Linked DNA regions of Mus musculus: region 2 is linked to region 1. The links are chromatin contacts, called in public promoter capture Hi-C maps. All regions are on one chromosome and are shown on one strand. The core of a region is the stretch at or near the end of the contact, and the rest is flanking DNA. Distances in the headings are between cores, read along the strand shown. Region 1 holds the start of Dpyd (dihydropyrimidine dehydrogenase). Region 2 holds the start of Ptbp2 (polypyrimidine tract binding protein 2).

The links. Promoter capture Hi-C pulls out the DNA fragments that hold promoters and counts their contacts.
Region 2: a promoter capture Hi-C map of embryonic stem cells shows a contact between it and region 1, with 5 times the contacts expected there. The contact joins the promoter of Ptbp2 here to the promoter of Dpyd in region 1. A contact is called at or near these places in 6 of 39 promoter capture datasets (cranial neural crest, embryonic stem cells, frontonasal cranial neural crest and 3 more), 1 of 484 Hi-C or Micro-C datasets (embryonic stem cells) and 2 of 115 datasets of contacts at active chromatin or transcription factors (astrocytes and embryonic forebrain).

What each region holds. Positions count from the first base shown.
Region 1 is chr3:118,560,930-118,564,993 of GRCm38.p6, reverse strand. It overlaps Dpyd (dihydropyrimidine dehydrogenase), which reads right to left and starts at 2,814. Exons shown (of 23, transcript NM_170778.3): 1 at 2,680-2,814. The coding sequence starts at 2,718.
Region 2 is chr3:119,780,545-119,784,695 of GRCm38.p6, reverse strand. It overlaps Ptbp2 (polypyrimidine tract binding protein 2), which reads left to right and starts at 1,308. Exons shown (of 14, transcript NM_001310711.1): 1 at 1,308-1,494; 2 at 3,162-3,192. The coding sequence starts at 1,487.

The sequences.
Region 1 (4,064 bases), core at 1,565-4,064:
GTAAACTCTTTCTCCTGGCAGGAAAGTTTACCTATAACAGGTGCTAACCACCTACTATTTTCTAGACTGCTTTCAACTCTGAGAGCTGGGTAATCAGGACAATATCAACAGCCAACAAAGAGCACTGCTACCCCCCAATCCCAGCACTTAGCCAGACTCTGATCCAAGCTATGCAACAGCAGAAGATGGCCTGGCCTCCAGGACTGTTTCTGTACTTTCCACAAAGACAACAAAGTTTGGTTATATAGGCTAGGGCCTCCCCAACGTCCAGGGTATCATTTCTACATCTACCCAAGGACTACTCTAGGTGTTGCTGAGTGTGCTGGCTCTCTACTATATTTCCATCCCTTTCCATTCATGTGTGATATAGGACTGAGCCTAAAAATTAGAAAGAAATAGACATAAAACATCTTTGAAGATGTCAGTAACCTGACAAAATATTTTGGTCTGACTCTGAAACCAGATTCTACAAGTAGCTCACTGGAAAAATTAAACCTCTACGATAGTGAGTGGCTATTGATACCTTCTCATCTTTTTCTCAAATAGCAAGTGCCTTATCAATGTATTCTTATTCCCATCTATTTCACACCACTTTTAAATTACCTCCTCCATTTCATGGAGACAAAGACAATGATCACAATGAGATCAGCTTCCCCACGATGGTTTTTAATGAACAACATGTTCAGGAAAGCTTTCGAATTTGACAGAAAACTAAGCCTTCATAATTTATTCTGATTCTTCAATACAAAGAGAATTTCAGTAGGTTAACAGGATTAACGGAGGCATCTCTGTGTGAGTGTGTTCCTCCGGCTTAATGTACCTTTCCTCACTGTGTTATATTTTAATGATTAATTTCACGCTCTTTCATGGTATTTTTAGCTCATGAATCATGGGTATTACTTTGAGGGGAAAGTAAAGTATTGTGGGTGAAAAAGAAAAAAAAAGATGCGACTGATGAGAGTGTGGAGCACACAAGTACAAATGCTGAAGACAGTGAATGCCTCCACTCCAAGTTGTAAGGTGTGCATCAAGTGGGAGTCACACACAGCAATGTTACGCTCATCTGAATGAACCAGGAAGGCCCAGAGGGAATAAATGTTCTTGATGAAAACTTATACAATTAAACTGGACACTTCGTACCTCACCGGCATCATTTTCCTCATAAGAATACAGATAAGAACTGCTTTTTCAAGACAAGCACATGAGAAACAACATAAAACATGAAGTCAGCTAAGCTTGAAACACTCTTCTGAAATTAAACAAAAGCCATCCGATCTGTGACACCCTGATTCCTGACAACTGTAAAGCCTGGATGCTGCCAAAGGATTGCTAACTGATTTACTTTAACAAAACCAAAAATGTCCCAGGGGTGTTAAATCAAAGATAGTACCCAGAGACCATGACTTCGATCAGACATGGTAGGTATCCTGTGCCCTGCATGCACACACATATAGTTCATTATATCAGTCATATTGTTCAATAGCCAAGAAAGAAATTGTGAAGAAAAGTCTAAGTAAACTACACAGAGAAAGAAGTCAACACGTTATCCTTTGCTCTTACTGCTACAGTGGATTTATCAAAGGAAAATATGAAGGCTCTTAGAACACTATCAGCTTTCTTTTAAGAGCATATAAAGGTTCATTATCACTGACGGCAGGGTGCGGGGAGAGCAGGGTGCAGAAGAAAACCAGTTAGCTATCCTGCTGCAAACAGGTGTCTTTAAACTTGTATTTAAAGAGCAGAACAAACGGGGGAGGGGGAGGGGGAGGGGGAGGGGGAGGGGGAGGGGGAGGGGGAGGGGGAGGGGAAAGGGTGTGTTATTTCTAAGCAAACACACAGAAGGTGGGAAAAGGGGGCCGGGCAGGAGGGAAGGAAACAGTAAGGGAAGAGAACACGAATATTCTACAAAAGTTTTGTTTTGCTTTTATCTCGAAGAAAATTCCCTAAACAAAACGGAACTGAAACCTGAGAGACACAGGCTTTGATTCAGCGTGATTAAAATCACGGCCATAACTCAAATCTTTCTCCCAACACACACATTAAAGTATATAGAACTCAGAGGAAAAATTTTTTGCTATTTCAGGTAGGGGATCGTTCTCAGAAAAATGAGATTTTTGGAAGAAACAGAGAACAAGAGAGAATCAAACACTGTTGAGAGGAGAGAACAGAGCAGTTTGTGTATCTCTTTCCGGGGAGGTCGCACTTTCCAATGTCTTCTGTACTTCGTTCCATTTTTTCCAAATGTGAAATTAAGTGGTAAACAATACCAGGGCCAGCGCCGCTCGAAACAGCGGCCTGGATCTTGGATTTCTATGCTCCACTTTTGCATACTGCGGGGCTTTGTTATTATAGGTGGGTCACTGGGTGGTTGTCCCACAAAACCACGGAGGGGACAGAGGAGGAGTTAGAGGGTTCCCTGGGCGGGAAGTGGAGCTACTGTCCCCTGGAGTCCAAGCCTCTGCACTCTGAGCCTCTGGGTCACTATGACTTAGGGCAGAGAGAGACGGCCACTTTTAAGTCTCCTACGAAGTAACCAGGTCCTGGTGCCGGAGTACAGTGTCCAGCCTGGTCCGCAAGTCTCTCCCGGGGAAACTTCGCGGATCTCCAGCTCTGTCCCGGGTGCGCCCCCGGGCCTCCCGCCCCTCTGTGACCCTCCCACCCCAGGGCCGCGGTCGGTACCTCGATGTCCGGCGCGTCCCTGCTCAGCACACCCGCCATGGCAGCGCTTTCTGGCCTCAGACTCCCGCACACAGACCCTCCCTCTGCTGCAGCAGCCTCCAGCCCCGCACCAAAGCCTCAGCTTGCCCCAGCACTGGTGCACTGACTGCCCGAGCCAAGGCAATATGGAAGGGGCGGGGCTATGCTAAAGACACGCCTCTGGGGCGGGGCAACGCTCAAGGCACGCCTCACAGCCACACCGTTCCACTGGTCCCAAGCTGCCGGGCTCTGTTCCAGAGAATTTCTGGTTGTGCTGGCCTTTGCTCCCCAAGGTTGAGTTTGGTAGGCGGGTTTAGGTGTCAGAGATCCCCAGAATTAAAAGCAAACAATTGCGTCTTTGATGTTCTTCTGAGTTCTGAGCCCTGCAACGTGCAGAAACAAAGATTAAAGAATAAGATGTCCCAGAACTCTCCAGGGACCAGGGAGTACCTGTGTTCCTCTGGCCACCAGCAAATAGGCTGGAAGGATTTTTGAAGCTGTTCTGGGGGAGTAGTAGTATTGGGGAGCCTAGGGCACAAGAAGACAGACAGACATCAGTATCCACAGTCTAGAACAGCCTATAGTGAGATGGTTCTCAACCTTCCTCATGCTGCGACCCTTTAATCTGTTCCTTATGTGTGGTAATCCCCATCCATAAAATTATTTCATTGATATTCCAAAATCATAATTTTGCCATTATAAGTAGTAATGTAGATACTTGTGTTTTCCAATGATCTTAGGTGACCCCTGTGAAAGGGTCTTTCCACTCCCAAAAGAGTCCCAGAGGGGTCTCCATGCACATGTTGAGAGCTACTACTTTAGTGAAAGGGTATCTGTAGAGGATCAAGGCTTTCTTTCTGCATGGCAGTCCATGCCTATTTTTTTAAAAATATATAGTAATATTCTAAAATGTGACGTTCATAAATATGAACAGGGGTTGTTTATTTTGTGCATTTGGTCACATAGTTGGTAGGGAGAAACAATGATGTCATCAGACTAGTCCTCTCCTCAACTTTGTGGCAGCCTAGGCGCCAGACCATTTTCTAAGTCGGACATCTTCTCTCATGGTGCTATCTGTTTCTTTTAAGGCACACAGGGCACTTCGTCCTATTGGCTAGATCATGATAATTTTGGAATCATATGATTCCCTCCTCGCTGGTATTTTTCGTTACTTTATCCATTTTCTTTTAATTCGACATGTACTTAACGCTTCGTTTTGTTTTCAGTGTAACACTGCCATGTTGGGTTTTCTAGATGTGGTCTTCAAGAAGGCTCATCACTGCTCTGACAACAAGACTGGCAGGACACAAACTGTGGTGCCTGCACTTGGCAGAAAAAGAGGAACACATGGGGGGCAGTCTTGGATG
Region 2 (4,151 bases), core at 59-2,558, 1.2 Mb before region 1:
AAAACCACAACCCATGAAAAACTATTATTAATGGAAATGATAATGGGGCCTTTACGTATCATAAGTCAAAAGTATAGATAGAAGGGAGGTGTTGCCGGAAATTAGATTTTTAAAAAGAATCGACAATCCCTAAGGCAAATCAAGACTATTTGACCAGGTGGTGGCTTGGAAACGTTCTTAGAGCAACAACAGTGCACATATGTGTGTGGTTGTTGTTGATTGCCTTTGAAACAAGGTCTCACTAAGTTTCTTCATCCTCTGGAGTAGCTGGGGCCAGGTTCTGACTTATCTTTTAAAAATAATATACAATCTCCCATTTAGTGAGGTGAAATTCCAGGTGGTAAGGGCAAGAGGCTTCTTGAAGGGGACGCGGCAGATCTGGAGGAGGTATGGAGGACACCTGGACAGACACAGTTGGTAAGTGCTGGAGGAGGTAGGGAAGAGCAAAGGGTGGTGCTGGCATTAGTGGCATGCCGGGAACATTTTCCGAAACCAAATGTTGCTGGGGCTATGATACAAATACATTAAAGAAGAACGGAAAACATGTTCTATGATATTAAGACCTTTAGTTCTATGGAAAAGTGATTTTTGTCTAGGCCGTTTTAACATTTTCATCCCCTGTAACTAATGCTAACTCAATTGGCCTCCTCTTTCCATATCCCCAAATGTTGGAATACAGGAACGCTTTCTGCCACCTCGCTCGCTCAGCGTGTGGCCATTCCCATGTAGGGATCTTGGAATATATGTTTTTCCTAACAGATGCACAAAAATTACCAACCCACATGAGAATCACCTTTTCTTCCTCTTGGCCTGATTGATTCCAGGTTTGTAAGCAAACACTAAGCTGGTGAGCAGTCCTTAATTAGGAGATGTTGTTATATTTTCCTAAGCAATGGATCTTGACCAGGGGGGTAAGCTCTTTGAGGATGAAGAATTTGTAAACGAGGTCTAGGATGCAGCTATAAAGTCTTTTTCTCTAGAGCTGAGAGGGCGAAGGGTGCCCGGGCCGGGCCTGGGATTGGTCCTTTGTGGTAATAATGCAGCTTGAGGTTGGAAGGAAGAGTGGAAGCAGCCTGAGAGCAGCAGGGTTGCAGTCCGGGCTAGCCTGAGGCACACACGGTGCAGGCTGCAGGCTGTCCCACTCACACCGCCCACGGAAGAGAAAGAACCCAGGTCAGCCAGCCACTGCAGCGGGCTCGTCTCCGAGGGCGGGAGGCAGTGCGCGCGCGGGCGGGCGGGCGGGCAAGCGGGCGGAGGCAGCCAACGGCGGAGGCGCCCACTCCCCCGGTCCCTGTGCCCCGCCGCTCGTCTCCCGCCGCCGCCGGGCGCCCGCGCGCTCGGCTCTTTCCGCCGCCGCGCGCTGCCCCGTGCGCTCCGGCACCTTCGGCAATTTCCGTCGGGCCCTGGCCGCCATTTTCTCGCCGCTTGTGTGGCTCGCTGGCTGCGTGGCTCGGTTCTTGGGAGCGAAGCTTTGTCCGGTTCGGCAATGGACGGGTAGGTACCGGGAGCCCGTGAGGAGATGGGCGAGGGAGAGGAGGCCGGCGAGGCGGCGGCCGGGATCCGGGTCGGGTCGGGTCCCGGGAAGCGGGGCTCGGGCGGCCCCTCCCAGGCCGCGCCGCCGTTACCCAACCCCCGCCCCATCACACACACCCCTCCCCGGGCTTCCCTCGGCCGCTCCGGCTACCGGCTCGAACCGCAGCCGCGGCTGGGAGGCCGGGGAGGCCTCGGGGCTGCTGTGGGGACGCGGGGCGGCCCGACTGCGGGGGATGGGGCGGGAAGCCCGGGGCGGCCCTGCCCCCTCGGGAGCCATGTCGACGCCGCGGGGAGACCCGAACCCTGGGGTGGCGGCGGCGGCGGCGGCGGCGGCGCGGGCGCGAGCGGGCCAAGCCGCGGAGGCCTGTGCGGAGCGCGAAGCCTGAGCGAGGCCCGCCATCCCCGGCCTCGCCCGAAACGCCGCGGCCGGAGCGCCGAGTGGGAGCTGCGGGGAAGGGGAGGGCGCGTGGCGGCGGGAGGGAGGAGGGCACATGTCACACTCCTTTGTTTTCATCCGAGTCTGGGAGCGGGGGCGGGAGGCCATCGGAATGCCTTTACCACCACCACAACGACAACAACAAGAATTCGGGGCTCGGCCCACAGGGCCCAGAAATTAAGCCATAAACAAAACCAAACCCCCATGAAGTGTTGGAGAGGCAGCATCAGTCACATGGGCAAAGGCCACAAGCCACGCAAGGCAGACAACAGATAATCCACACAGGGTTGGCCTTCCCCCGCCCCCTACTTTGATTAGTTTCTGGAGGAAAAAAAAATACAAAAATAAAAACAAACACCCCCCCCCCCACACCAGCCCCCCAAGCAAATATGGAACATGGATCAGAGTCGTGTTGCATCTTTGGAGAGGCTGGGCGTGAAGACCGGAGGATGCTGAGTGAGATGAGAGAGCTGTGAGAAGAAAAGAGGAGGCTCACCAATGTCGCGCCCTTGTTAACTCCACATCCCGAACGACCCAGTTCAACTCATTGTTCAGAGAAGGGGGCCACAGTTCACAGCCCACAGAGAGGAAGGGGCACGAAAAGAGACCCAGTGAACATGAACCTTTATTAAAATTGAGGGTCTGGATTTGACGAGTCTAAGAAAGTAAAATCCGAGTTTATTCAATAGGTTATCAGTCTAGAGTTAGTTATCTGGTGTTTTAGAAGAGATAATAAAAAGGCTTTAAACATCATTGCCACAAATTACCTTAATGGGATATTATTTACCACAGGAAATGTAGCTTTAGACATGTGAATTATCCCCAGACAGTTTTCCAATTTCCAGATTTTGTTTAGGTTACCAAAGAACTCACTCAACGTTGCTGATGTCAGTATATAAGCACGTTAGGAATAGTATAGTGTTTCTGCATTTTCATCTTGCTGTTAAAGGTTCTTAAAAATGATCATAAACTGACTGAAACGTCGAATGGTTCAAAATTATTTCTAAAAAAAAAAAAAAACAAAAAACAAAAACAAAAAACCTCCAGGTAAATAATAGTTAAAAAAAATTATCACTGAGCATCTGTGTATTGCCAGGGCCTGGGTAATTTATAAAAGATCTTAAAAGTTTTAAAGTTAAGCATTGATCATTAGAAGAGTAAGAGGTTGACACTTTTATTTTTTCCTTTACAGAATTGTCACTGAGGTTGCTGTTGGTGTGAAGGTAGGAGATTATGTTTGAAAGTAACGTGGAAACTGGGGATGTTGGATATGGTACCATTGTAAAGAGTGGAAAATTTCAGTTAGCCTTGACAACAAAAGCCAAGCTTAAAATATTTCCTTTAATTTGTAAAGTCAGAGTCTATAAACAACTGTACAGTTGGATATTGATAATGACCATGGTATGTTAATTACTTGATAATAAGCAGATTTTTTTTTAACCTCTTTAAGTAGTGTAAAGTGTTAGTTTAAAACAGTTGACTCTGATTAAAGTGAAATGTGTGTGCTAGGCATGAATCACACTGGTAATCAGTTGTCCTGACATGGAAGAAGGACACAGTTGCTTTAAGTCCTTCCAGCTTGAGTTGTTGAAGAGCTTTCTTGTGTGTGTAGGTTTTTCCCTCACTTCTTGGGTAGAAAAACTGCTCAGCCCTTACAATTGACTCCATGCCTACCATCTGGCACTTCCTTGAAGGCATAGACAGACCTTTTAGTGTCTTGGTGCATTACAGATTGGTTGGTTGCAAGCCTTTCCACCTTGTTAGGACAGATTCTTTGTCTTTTAACTTATGCCCAAGCCTGTAATAGGATTTCTCCTGTCCCTCAACCTTAATTATAAGTATAAATATAAAACCCCATGCATATAAATACCCTTAGGAGAACTGTAAGTGTACCTGGTTTAGTGAAGTTGACCTTCAGTATTTTTCTTGGACTTTAAAAAATTATGTTTATGATGGTTTAATCTTCAGAATAGGTTAGGAGATGTTACTGTGTTTTCTATGATAATGATCTAGAGGCCCATGCTTTAATATCGTGTAGAACATTTAGTTTCATTGACAGTCATGTTTTTCAAGTTGAGATATTAAGAGCTTTGAAGTCAGGAATAGGTCAAGAGTACAAAATGTCTTGATATTGTAGTTATTATCCAAATAGATTTCTTCTGTGAATTATATAAAAGAATAA